Regions from separate parts of the Macaca mulatta genome. Here region 2 is linked to region 1. The links are chromatin contacts, called in public Hi-C maps. All regions are on one chromosome and are shown on one strand. Each heading gives the region's core, a stretch centred on a gene start, on an enhancer-like site or on the middle of the called end of the contact. The rest is flanking DNA. Distances are from core to core; before and after follow the strand shown. Region 1 overlaps ATXN7L1 (ataxin 7 like 1). Region 2 overlaps CDHR3 (cadherin related family member 3).

Evidence for each region. A called contact is a pair of places that touch in the nucleus more often than the background predicts.
Region 2: a Hi-C map of fetal cortical plate shows a contact between it and region 1, with 2.2 times the contacts expected there. The contact joins two enhancer-like sites. A contact is called at or near these places in 5 of 14 Hi-C or Micro-C datasets (CD4 T cells, blood, fetal cortical plate and 2 more).

What each region holds. Positions count from the first base shown.
Region 1 is chr3:145,356,474-145,362,321 of T2T-MMU8v2.0, forward strand. The region is part of intron 3 of ATXN7L1 (ataxin 7 like 1); the gene reads right to left. Among named protein-coding and RNA genes, the nearest start is that of ATXN7L1, 120 kb to the right of the region's middle. Within about 2 kb of position 3,573, at least 4 of the 40 cell types and tissues checked have an H3K27ac peak or open chromatin away from gene starts, as enhancers often do. A contact at or near this core is called in fetal cortical plate, where this site is marked.
Region 2 is chr3:145,624,045-145,630,537 of T2T-MMU8v2.0, forward strand. CDHR3 (cadherin related family member 3) reads left to right here. Exons shown (of 24, transcript XM_077998186.1): 21 at 1,487-1,518; 22 at 3,662-3,678; 23 at 3,680-3,708; 24 at 5,246-6,493. The coding sequence ends at 5,550. Among named protein-coding and RNA genes, the nearest start is that of SYPL1, 83 kb to the right of the region's middle. Within about 2 kb of position 4,462, at least 13 of the 40 cell types and tissues checked have an H3K27ac peak or open chromatin away from gene starts, as enhancers often do. A contact at or near this core is called in fetal cortical plate, where this site is marked.

The DNA.
Region 1 (5,848 bases), core at 2,323-4,822:
ATTTCCAATTGGAAGTGACCAGGGAATGCTTCTCTTTAATGCCTTTCAATATAGTTTGCTTTAGTAGGAAACACATTTGGAAAGGGATTTGGCATCATGTTATACTCTAGGGTCCAGTGTTGTATGCATTAGTTTTTATCAAAGATGATTGCATAATAGGACCCTGGATGTAGCAAAAACCTAAGGAATCTAAACCACTAACCAAGCTCACCAAATGTAATAAATATAAATCACAGATGAAGGGAAGATTAAATGTGGCTATTTACTTATGCAAGAAATGTAAGCTTTAAGATTTTTTCGTTTTCTAATCTCAGCAGGCAGTCCCATGAACATAATTATTAGTATTTTCAAGGCTTGATCAAATATTGGCTTAAGAAAGAACTCATTCACTTAACGGTGATGACCTCCAGGTACCTGTGGTAAAGTCCAGAACCCTAAATTATATGCTCCAGAGCTATGGCACCTACATGATGGACAAAATAAATGAGTAGCGTCATACTAATATATGGGAGATTTTTAACACTTAAAATTAAGTATGTCTGAATTAAATACCTGTTTTGATTTGCAGAGGGGAAAAAAGCTCCCAAAAGATGGATATGATAAAAGGACTCAGAAGTCAAGGCTCCCTTCAAACTTAATAGGCTACTAACACTACCTTCAAAACCATTACAGCATTAGTTGTACAGCCACGAAAGGGGCCAAAAAGACATCAGAGGGAAATAAAAGAAATTAGGTAGAGGGCCTAAATGAGCACATGCTGGTTCTCTATTCTTATTTCTCTCCTTGGTTTTCCTAGGGATTGTATCTTTGGAAAAAAAAAATCAGGTTTGTGAGGCCTCCTCTCTGCTCACATTCACTAGAGAGAAGGTAAGGACAAAAAGGGATAGGGAGGGAAAAGATAATCACAAGAAGGAAGGAGGCAAATTTCACAGGCAGACTGATAACTTCCTTGGGCTCAGGAGTTTTAAAGATTAGGTTCTTGCTTTTATAGTATAGATGGTAAGAGATTTCCAACTCTGATTTTACAATGCTCTGGGGTTTATGCAATTATTACGATGTGTGCATTAAAAATTCTCAAAGCCAAATTAATTTGAATTATTTTTCACCAAAAAGGCAGACATTTAAAAGCTTTTTTTTTTTCCCCCCAGTTATCATCCTAGTCTACCTTTCTGTATTTTTTTTTTTTTTTTTTGAGACAGGTCTCGCTCTGTCACCCAGACTGGAGTGCAGTGGTGCGATCACAGCTCACTACACCCTCCATCTCCTGGGCTCAAGGAGTGATTCTCCCACCTCAGCCCCCTAAGTAGCTTGGGCTACATGTGTGCATAACCCCACCTGGCTAATTTTTACATATTTTTGTAGTGATAGAGTCTCACTATATTGCCCAGGCTGGTCTCAAACTCTTGGGATCAAGCAATCCTCCTGCCTCGGCCTCCAAAAGTACTGGGATTACAGGTGTGAGCCACCATGCCTGGCCCTTTTTGAAAGATTTGATATGCCTTGGAATTCACCCTGCCTGAGCCCTGGGACACGGTTGCTTTGTTTCGAGGCTAAGTACTTGTGTTCCCAGCTGGCTGGTGCTCTTCTTCTAGGCCCTCTCTGGATCACTAGGAATTCCACAGTTCTTCCCTAAGCCTTTTTTCCATCCCTGTCCCTCTTCCCAGTCCCTGCTCCAAAACCCCTCATGGACTGCTTTCTTCTTGAGGTTTCCCACCTCGACCTCTAAGAGCTATGGTGGAATGAAATTCCTGGCGAGCAGGCTGGGCTGGCTCCCAGCAGTGATATGTGAAGGGAAAGCAGAACTTCGTAAGGGGAATAAACCTATCAGAGCCTTCCATGCTTCCATCAGCTCACTTCTCCTCCTGGGCTGGGCTCAGTCTAAGCATATTACATGCATAATGATGTTTAATCCTCATACCACCTCTCTGAGAAGCATGATTATACCCATTTTCCACACATGAGAAGATTTACACTCAGTCAGAGCAGGAGCTAGACAAGGCTGGCTGAGCAGTGAACCTTGCTCCCAGTCCGGCTCTGAACCATCACACTCTTCAATGTGAAGCAGGAGATTTTAGCCTCACGTTTCTGGACACTGGAAGGACTCAAGAGCTTTGGGGTTTGCCCCTTTGGTAGTCCAGTGGAGGACAGATCAGTGGTGACAGGCTCTGGCTCTGTGGTCCCCTGCCATGCCACTCTGCAAGGGGGCCCTTCCCTGCCTATGCCTAGGTCTCCCTGGTGACCACCCAGTTTTTCCTCGAGGGCCTACCACAGAACACAGGCGGGTGTGTGAAGTCTTTACTCTGTACCTCCCTACACTGCCCAGGGTAGAATGTGGTGGTTCTTCCCAGAACTGTGCCATCTGTAGATAGACCAGGGCCTTAGCCTTCCTTCTTAGCAAACGATGTGATCAGTTCATAGGAAACCACTCTGCCGATGACACTCCACATCTGAACACAGGACAGTAAAAAAGGTCCTTGATTTGGGAGGTACGGGGAAGAGAAGGGAGACAGGCGCAATTCTGTCTTTACATCTTGAGCCATCCAGCTGAAGGGGGTCTGTGGGCTGGCAGGGGGTGGTAAGGCTTCAAATCCTTTCTTTGAACCATTTAAAAATGTTCTTGCATGCTGCCTCCTTTCCCCATAAACCCATGTAACATATCACCAACTACTACACAGAAAATGTTAAATATATAACAAATATACTAAATCATATAAAAAATATTATTTAGTGGCCTTTTTTTCTAGTTTATTCTTACTTTTCTTACTTTTTTTTTTTTTTTTTAAATCCAGGTAGCCAATTTTATCAGCCAGGTTTGGAGTACTGGGCTGATGAATGTTGAAATAGTCATGGGGTTTCATTTATTCATTATGTCTTCCTTCTTCTGTGGGAGTCAGCGCCGAGATGATAAATGCTGGGCTCAGGTCCAGCTCGGGCCACTCACTCCCAAGGTTCATACACAAACAGATCAGCTGGATCAGGGCCCAGCAGGGAGGTGAGGCTTAAACCTCTTCGCCTGAGGAGGAGCCAATAAAAAGACTAGCAGCTTGGATAGTGAATAAGCGCGAGTGCACGCGTGTGCGTGTGTGTGCGTGTGTGTGTGTGTGTGTGTCAGAGTGACCTATCCCAGGTGGATGCTGGGAGTGGTGGCAGGAAGTGGGGTGTGATCAGAGAGACAGGAAAAGGCTCAGAGAAATGTGTGATAGCTCAGATGGGTCTCAAACCACAAGGCTCTGTCTACACATCCAGCACGATTCCTTCTGGAACACAGGGAGTTAAAGATGAATCAACTCTTGAAACTGAAACCAATTATCCATGGCAATTTATTAAATAACTAAGGTTTCTAGGCCTTATTAAAATAAATGTTTAGTGTATTTTCTTATTCTCTGACGTTCAGTTCTTCACTTGTCAGCACCTGCTGGCAGCAGCTGGAGTAATCTTACCAATTTTGCCGTATGTGCAAATCAATTTGATTCCCCCCCTCCCCAAGATAGAAATCAGTAAAGTGATTAAGTTACAATTAAGGCATGTCATTGAAAGCCCAGATAACAAGAAAAGGCTGAGGAGGAATCGGCCAGAGGTCACCAGTGATTTCCTTCCACCCCGGTTAAATGATTTCTCCCCCTCATTCTCTTGCCTGCTCTACTGCGTGTGACACTGTGGATGAATCAACAAGCCTCGTCCTATTTCTGGGAAGTCTCTCCTTTTTCTGGCTTCCATCATGCTTTCCATATGCCGAGTTCTCCTCTTGTCACTCATACGGGCCCCCTAACTGTTAATCTGTCTGTCCATCCATCCATCCAATAGATGTTTAATGACCCAGTGTGCCATGCACTGGGAAAAATGACAAACGATATTTATGTCTGGTTTCACAGTTAAAAATGCCTTTCCATATATTATTTAATTAAATTCCTGCTACAACCATTTGAGGGGGCTGTTAGGATCCCCATTATTTTATATATGAGGAAGCAGGCTCTGAGAGGATCTGCAATTTATTTAAAACAGCACAGCCAGCAGGTGGCAGGGTCTAGACATGAATTCAGGTTTTCATCCCATTAAGAATTCATAATGGTACTCTCCTATATACTGGTGAGGTATAATTTCTCAACAAGCCTCACTGTTCCTAATGAAATGTCACGCTCCAGCTATCATGTATTTACTGAGACTATGCTAGGCTCCGAGAGATGCAAAGACTGAGTCCCCACCCTCACAGAGCTTGTGGCTGAGTTGGGAAGGCAGACGTTAAACATATATGTTCACACAAGAAATACTTGTTTTCAACATATGAGGGAGAGCTAATCTAGTTGTGAAAATTAGGGGAGTCTTCCAGAAGGAAGTAATCATTAAGATGCAGTCTGAAGGATGAGTCGGAGTTAGCTTTGGAAAGAGAGGATGAAAGAAAATCACATGTACAGAGGGAAAAGCATGTATGTGCAAAGGCCCTGTGGCAGAAAGACCCAATGTGCTGAAATTTTGAAGGCCAGCTTGACTGGAATATAGACAATGAAAGGTAGCCTGGCACAGGATGTGGCCCAGACCACACAAGACTTTGTAGCCATGATAATGATTTCTACTTTTAGTTTAAGAGCAATGGGAAGCCACAAGTCAAGAGAATGACATGATGAACTTTGATTTTGATTCTGACTTCTGTGTGCAGAATGAATTGTAGAGGAGCAAGAGTGGAAGCAGGAGCAGCTGGAAGGCTTTTGCAGTTGTCCAGGTGGGAACTGATGGTAGCTTAGACCAGTGTTGTGGTGGTGAAAATGAAGAGAAGAACCCCACAGGTACCCCCTGCTCTGCTCAAGCCCATTTTCTTACTAGATCCTGACACCAGAGTGTGCTCACGAATTTGCAGTGAATGGAAGCTTGTCCACACTTCAGGGCTCTGCTGGAGTCTCCTCTTCCAGGAAGCCTTCTCCAGACAATGCCAGTCCTCTGAGATCTTTCAGAAGTCGTACGCCTCTTCTGCGCTTCCCATTCTCACACCTGATGCTTCTCTATGGCTTGGCTGCTCTCTGGTCCACTCCCGGAGATGCCTTCATTTCTCTTGTTGTCTTGCTTTCTCCCTTTGGAAAGTAAATGCTTTGTTGGCATTTGCTGAATGGTATCAACACGGCTCCTTTGGAAATTATATTTGTAAATGATTACTCATGCCAATTGCCATGTTTCCCCCTAAATTAAACACTGGTTGCTTAAATGTGTCTTCATGATTCTGTTCTACCAAAATGTATGTCCCAATTTTTCCATTACTTCCTCTAAACTCTTTTCCATATTTCTCCTAGTAGAAAGCAGTTTCAGGGGGAATGGAGTGGGGGTGGGGTGGGGCCAGGAGTGCAATTAAACAAGGGCTGTCTGACCAGAATTCCTATACCTTTTTAATGGGGTATTTGATTAATCCTTTTCATGGGCACCATTATTCATGCCTTGATAGAATCTCATTTTATAGCTCTTAATACATGGACCCAATTTATCCACATCACATTGTATTCTAATACTTGTCACCCAAGTTATTAGCTATCTCCTTTTCAGTGTAAAATCATCAGTAAGTTTGATTAGCTTATTCCCTGGGGATGATAGGGGAGATAAGAACAGACACAGTACAATATAACCCCAATGGCTCTGCATTCTCAAAAGAAGACTGCTACATGGAATCCATTTATGGAGCCAGGGTGGCCAAAACAAACATCCGCCCCATGGGAGGGACTCTGTGCAACCCAGGAGCGGTAGCCACGAAGGGCTGACTGCTGTCATTACTGGCAGGACTGAGCTATCATCCTAAGTGGGATTTTAATAAAAAATGGTGGGGTTCCTCCACCTCCTGCTTAACACCCCCTCCCAATGCCTTTCCTGA
Region 2 (6,493 bases), core at 3,212-5,711, 270 kb after region 1:
ACGGAGGGTGTCCTGAGGACAGCTAATGCTTTGTGCTGGACACAGGCCTCTTTTGAAAGAACAAATAAGGCCGGGTGTGGTGGCTCACACCTGTAATCCCAGCACTTCGAGAGGCTGAGGCGGGTAGATCACAAGGTCAGGAGTTTGAGACCAGCCTGGCCAGCATGGTGAAACCCTGTCTCTACTAAAAATACAAAAAATTAGCCGGGCATGGTGGCACACACCTGTAGTCCCACCTACTTGGGAGGCTGAGGCAAGAGAATTGCTTGAACCTGGCAGGCAGAGGTTGCAGTGAGCCGAGATTGTACCACTGCCCTCCAGACTGGGTGACATAGCGAGACTCTGTCTCAAAAAAAAAAAAAACAAAAACAAAAACCAGATAATACTTGATACCCAGATTCTAATGGATTTGATCATTTCCACAAATTATTTAGACTAGTGAGAAAGGGGAGATGGGGGTGGTGAGATGGGCCAAGAAAGCTGAATGACTTCAAGGAAGTGGGTACATTGGAGGGGGGGCGGGGAAGGTCCATCTGAGCAGCTCCAGGTCTGAGGAGGTGTCCTGGCCCGGCCTCAAGTAGACTCCAGAGTGTTGGGGAGACAGGACAAAGAATTGGACAGTGTTTTAATTAAAAAAAAAAAAAATGCTTGCTTTAATCACTTCATTCACAGACATGTGTCTGACATGCTTAAGGCTTGTCTCAACAGGGTTAGAAATTTGATTATAGTGGTTATTGATCATATTGAGAGTGATGATTTTAATAAATGAGATTTTCACAAACTATCTCTAATCCCACTTTTTAAAAAGGGGCTGGGGGCTGGGCATGGTGGCTCACACTTATAATCCCAGCACTCTGGGAGGCTGAGGCTAGAGGATCACTTGAGCCCAGAAGTTCGAGACCAGCCTGGGCAACATAGTGAAACCCTGTCTGTAGAAAAAAATTTAAAAAATTAGCTGGGTGTGGTAGTGTACGCCTGCAGTCTTAGCTACTGGGGAGGCAGCTGAGAGGATGGCTTGAGCTTGGGAGGTCAAGGCTGCAACGAGTTGTGAGTGTGCCACCGCACTCCAGCCTGGGCGACAAGAGTGAGATCCTGCCTCAAAATAAAATAAAACAATGAAATAAAATAAAAGGGCTTGGGGAATGAATGCATAAAACTCCCACTTTATGAAAAGAGGTATCCAATCCAATCTTTCTTTCTTATCTTAAAAGCCATTTAAAAGCCATTTTTCTAGGTCCACTGATAACAAGCTAGAAAAAGAGTAAAAAAACCCACTGTTGTGTGTGTATATACATATGTGTATGCATTTTTTTTCTGAGAAGATGGAAAGCTGTCAACAAACACATCTACAGACAGAACAATTCTTTGCTGTGTCTGCAAGACTGAGATCAAAGCCTATTTAGGGGAAATACCATTGTGGGGGTGGAATTTTAAGGTCAATTTAATGCCCAAGAAGCTTAACTTCTGCCTGTTCTGTTCTCTGCAGAAACGAAGACTGCAAAGAGAGACGTTGTGGTGGTGAGTATGGGCAGTGTGGGGCACCAGGCATAGACACTGGGGGATAGGGGCCCCATCTCCCCCGAAGGCAGGCCTGACACAGCCTTGTGGGCATGCTTATCATTCAGAGAGGTGCTTGCATTTGGCTACTGGAACAGATTGCTGTGTGACGAGCTCCTGATAGAATCTGTTCCCTCCACTGAACATGCCTGCTGATATATTTGCAGAAGAACTGGATTTCATAAATATTGAGTAGTGGTGTTTATTATCTATACCAGCTCTCCACGAGAGTGAGTTGGGGGAGTGAAGCTTAAAGACCAAAACTAGTGCTTCAGCCTCCAATGATATTTAAATTTTCTTTCTTTCTTTCTTTCTTTTTTTTTTGAGACACAGTTTCACTCTGTTGCTCAGGCTGGAGTGGAATAGCATAATCTCGGCTCACTGCAACCACTGCCTCCTGGACTCAAGCGATTTTCATGCCTCAGCCTCCCAACTAGCTGGGATTACAGACATGTGCCACCACACCTAGATAATTTTTTGTATTATTAGTAGAGATGGGGTTTCACCATATTGGCCAGGCTGGTCTTGAACTCCTGACCTCAAGTGATCCACCCACTGCGGCCTCCCAAAGCACTGGGATTATAGACATGAGCCACTGCGCCCAGCTGATTTAAATTTCCTTTGCTCTTCCAGTATCATGCAGAAAAGTGACAGAGAAAGGGCCCTGCCTGGTCCGGGGTTGGCTCTGCCCACTTAGCCTTATCACTTTGGGGACTTCCCTGGCCTTGCTGAGCTTTAGGTTCCTCGCCTGTAAAATGGGGGGTGAGGACATCTGCCCTGAGATAACAGATGGAGGAATAGTTTGAAAATTGTTAAGTGTCACACAAATGCAAAGTGTTACAGGATAGCTGGAAAGTTCCCTCTCCTCCACCTCTCTCTCTCTCTCTCTGACATAACCTTCTCTACCCCCTGGGAAGTGAAGTGAAAGAACTTGAAGGTGGCTCCCTCCAGCTCTTCCCTACCCTCATGAGTAAGGCTTTGTCATGGTCCAAGCTTCATGAATTTGTTGCATGATAATTCAATGGCTCCTCCCATGAGGAAGTCAATGCAGGGCGCTGGAATTTTGGCTTCAGGCACATCCATCCCCTAAGTCTTCTATGTTCTGGCCAGTGTACAAACAGGAAGAAGAGGCAGTCTCTGGTCTCCTGGGTCTGATTGTCTAAGGCGAGTACCCTTGGGGATGCCACTTAGAGATTGCTCTAGAACTATGTAATATTAAATTAGTCTATTAAATAAATACCCGTGACCACAAAAAGTGGGGCTGCTTAGCTGGTCAAATTGATGAAGCCTGTGTAATCCCCATTTCCTCTGTCTTCAGAGTTGGGGAGTTGTGGGGAACTAGGTAGGGGATCCTTTAAGTGATAAAACCTGGGGATTGGAAAGCTAGCCAAACTCCAAACACAATCCCTGCTACTGTGCTAGCGACCCTGACTTTGGCACCTCTAGAGGGCAGCATGTGAGGGAAGGGGTGTTTCTATGGGGACGAGGGACAGGTGCATTAGGCAGAAGTCAGGTCCTGGAGGGTGGCACCGAGGACATATCAGGGAAGAGAACAGACCTGGAGCACAGGACTTAGGTGAGGCCCAGATGCGACATTGCATTGGCCTAGGCAATGGGAGGCCGCCGCAGGGGAGGGCCGGAGTGCCAGGGCCAGAGGTACGGACACCTAGGAGCTCACCTGTGTCCACCTTGACAATGCCTGACAGCGATCCACTGACAAAATGTAGGTCTTAGCCATGCTGTGTGGCATTTCCACTCTTCCTTCTACGCTTAGATTTTATTTACTCAGGATGCTTCCTTAACCCCCAAGTGTGGTTTAAATGTCTCCTCTACCCCTACCTGTGCCCCATGACAGCCTACATCTGCCCATCAGAGCCTTATCACTCTGCATTGCAGCACCTGTTTGTAACTGGCAAGCTTTGTACAGGCAGTGCCCATGCCTGCCTTGTTCACTGCTGTGTCCCCAGCATCTAGTACAGTGCCTATTAAAGACTTAGAAGTCAAGAAGGCTTTGGGTAAGGAACTTGGGTTGTAAGGATGCATGGCTTTGCCTGGGGGGAGGAATGTAGGGTTATGTTTGATGCCGTCTCTGTCTTCTCCTTAGGAAACTATCCAGATGAACAGTCTTTGATGGAGAAGTCATAAATCCAGGTAATTAAGTGGCAATACGGCTGTAAGAATGCTTTTCATATTCCAGACTGGTAGAAGCATGGAGGACCTTATCCAATTTCCTGCTTTTAACTCATTTTGTGATTCCGTTTGGCTATGTCGCCTATACAGTGCTGACTCTTCCAGGCTAATACAACGTGAGATCAGCTGTGAACCCAGCTGGCTTGCAGATGCTCAATTACAGGATCACACTCGTGAGGCCTCAGTGGGTCTCCACCTAAAGGCTCACGTTCAAGGGCCATGCCTCTTTCTTGCCTCCCTTCCTAAATTACGAACCAGCTGAGGCAACTGGTGAATCCAGGAATCTACGGTTTTTTCCTGCTTTTTGGTACTCATTGCGCCCCCCGCCCCCCATCCACATTCTTCCTGGATGCTTCTAATAGCATTTTATTAGTAGTGGAAGATACAGAGAAATGGCAAGTGTAGTTTCTTTTTTCCCTAGATCAGGGCCAAGAATTTCTTCTTGGTCGGCAAGATGAACATAAGGTAGAGCTGGCCTCCAGAGCTCTCATCACCCCCGTGAAATCAGCTCCAAATTTAGCTCCTTTACACTCATCCCTCCACTTACAAAGGCTCAATTATAGACGTGAATAAAAGGAAGGAAACCAAATTCAGGAGGCAAGTGTGTTGGCTTCCTGCCACCCTCATATGCAAACGGCACCGGTCCTCCTCCTAAGGAGGATGGCTCCTCTCCAGTGAGAGGCTGCTGCCGCTGCTGCTGCTGCTGCTGGAATTAAATTTCCCTCTATTATTAGGTGCTTGTTACCATAATGTGCCTACATTAGCATAAGTGCTGGTGGGATCCTGAGCTGAGAGGCCACTCATGCTGTATGGAAATGACAAGAAGCAAGGGCTTGCCTTAAACCTGATCTTCCAGAGCAAAAGGCAGAGGAGGATTTTTGTGTTTTTGTGTAGTTGAGAGAAAAAAAAAAAGAAAGACATGAGCCAACTGGCCTAAATCAATTAGCGTCTGCTGGCTTGGACACAATAAAAATGGCTTCCTTGCATCATCTCAAGTGGGACCAGATTTGTGTGTCTGTGTCTACAAATTGCTGCTAACCTAACATAAATAAAAATCAGCCTTTTCCTTCTCACTTGGTGAATTCCTTTTTATAGCAGGAATTCAGGGGTCTTTTAAAACAAACAAAACGAATCAGAAAGTAATGGGTAATCCCATTAGAAACTGAACCTAATTTATCCAAAGCTTGCATGGAGTTCAAGATTTACACGGCCTTCTCATCCTGCAATTGAGATGTCCTTGAGATGCTCCTAAGCCTTTCTATCCAGAGAGGTTTGCTGTTTGCTACCTGTGTGGTCCAAGCAGCATGGCTTGTGACAAGGGCAGGCTGTTGGAGACTGCAGTGCTATTCACATGTCTGCTGTCGGTGTCAGTGATTCACATCTTCTAGTGTGCTTCATCTTCCCTTGGGAGTCAGAACAGAGCAGGGTAGAAGTGGGGGAAGAGACAGTCATTGGAATTTTCTGGTTTATGTGATTGTTGTGTTTTTTTCTTCACTAGTGACCGGGGAAATATATGCATTCAACTCAAAAACTGGATCCAGAAAGTGGAAAGATCCACTAACCCAAATGCCAAAATGGAAAGAGCTCAGCTCCCAGGGAGCGGCCCCATGCAGAGTCGCTGCTGGGGAAGGGATGGGGCCACTGAGAAGCGCCAACAGGGGAAAAGATGAGCTGAGTGGCAAAGCGTGGGCTGAGGATGCTGGTCTGGGTTCCAGAAATGAGGATGGCAAGCTGGGCACCCCAAAGAACAGAAATCCAGCCTTCATTAACAGGGCTTCCCCCAAACCACACCCAGGAAAGTAAACAGGGGCCTGTCAATCACTGGGATGCTGCCTCACCCTAAATTCTATGGGGACAGTGTGGGCATGGCGTAGGTGGGACAATGTGGGCTGAGGGGATTCAGACATCCAGGGTCAAACATGAGACATCTGACAAATTTTCAAATAGAAAGGGATTTGATCACATAGTTTCCTGTTCTGAAATGATACAGGAACATTTTCTATCAGATCTCAGAACTACCTGTGCTTCTGATCAGCAGGACTGTTAACTTTGGGGTGTGGAATTGTTTCTTCTTTGCATTGACTGCTAGGAAGCTCTATTCTGTTCACCATAGGAAGTTCACAGGACTTCCTGACACAAATAGTGAAGACCATCCTTACATCTGGTTTCCACCTTATTTTCCTGCCCTGGTTTTAACATCACCCAGATTTCTTCACTTATAAATATACCATATACCTTTGTAAGTCACCTCAAATCTTCTTCAAAAGAAGCAGAACAGTGAAAAAACAGATGAATACATTAAGAGTTGGTCATCTGGGAAGAAAATGCAGTAGGCACCTTCTTTTGTTTTCTCTTGTGGTACTGTGTAACTTATAGTCAAAGTACACAGATCTAATGTGTTCAACTAGATGACTGAACACATTAGATCTGTTCAACACTCCTCCCAGAGGCAGCCACTATTCTGATCTTTATCATCAGAGATTAGTTTTGCCTTTTTTGAATTTCGTATAAGTGGAATCACACAGAATGTGCTCTTGTGTGTCCAGATCAGCATCCTGCATATGAGATTCATCCATGTTGTCCTGTCTAGCAGTACTTCAGTTCTCTTCATTGTTGTGTCTGATTTCATTCTATGATTATATCACAACTTATTTATCCATTCTACACTAGGGTGGCAGCTGCTTCAAATTTTTTACTTTTAAAAAATGTACTTAAAAGTGAACTACAGGTGGGGCATGGTGGCTCA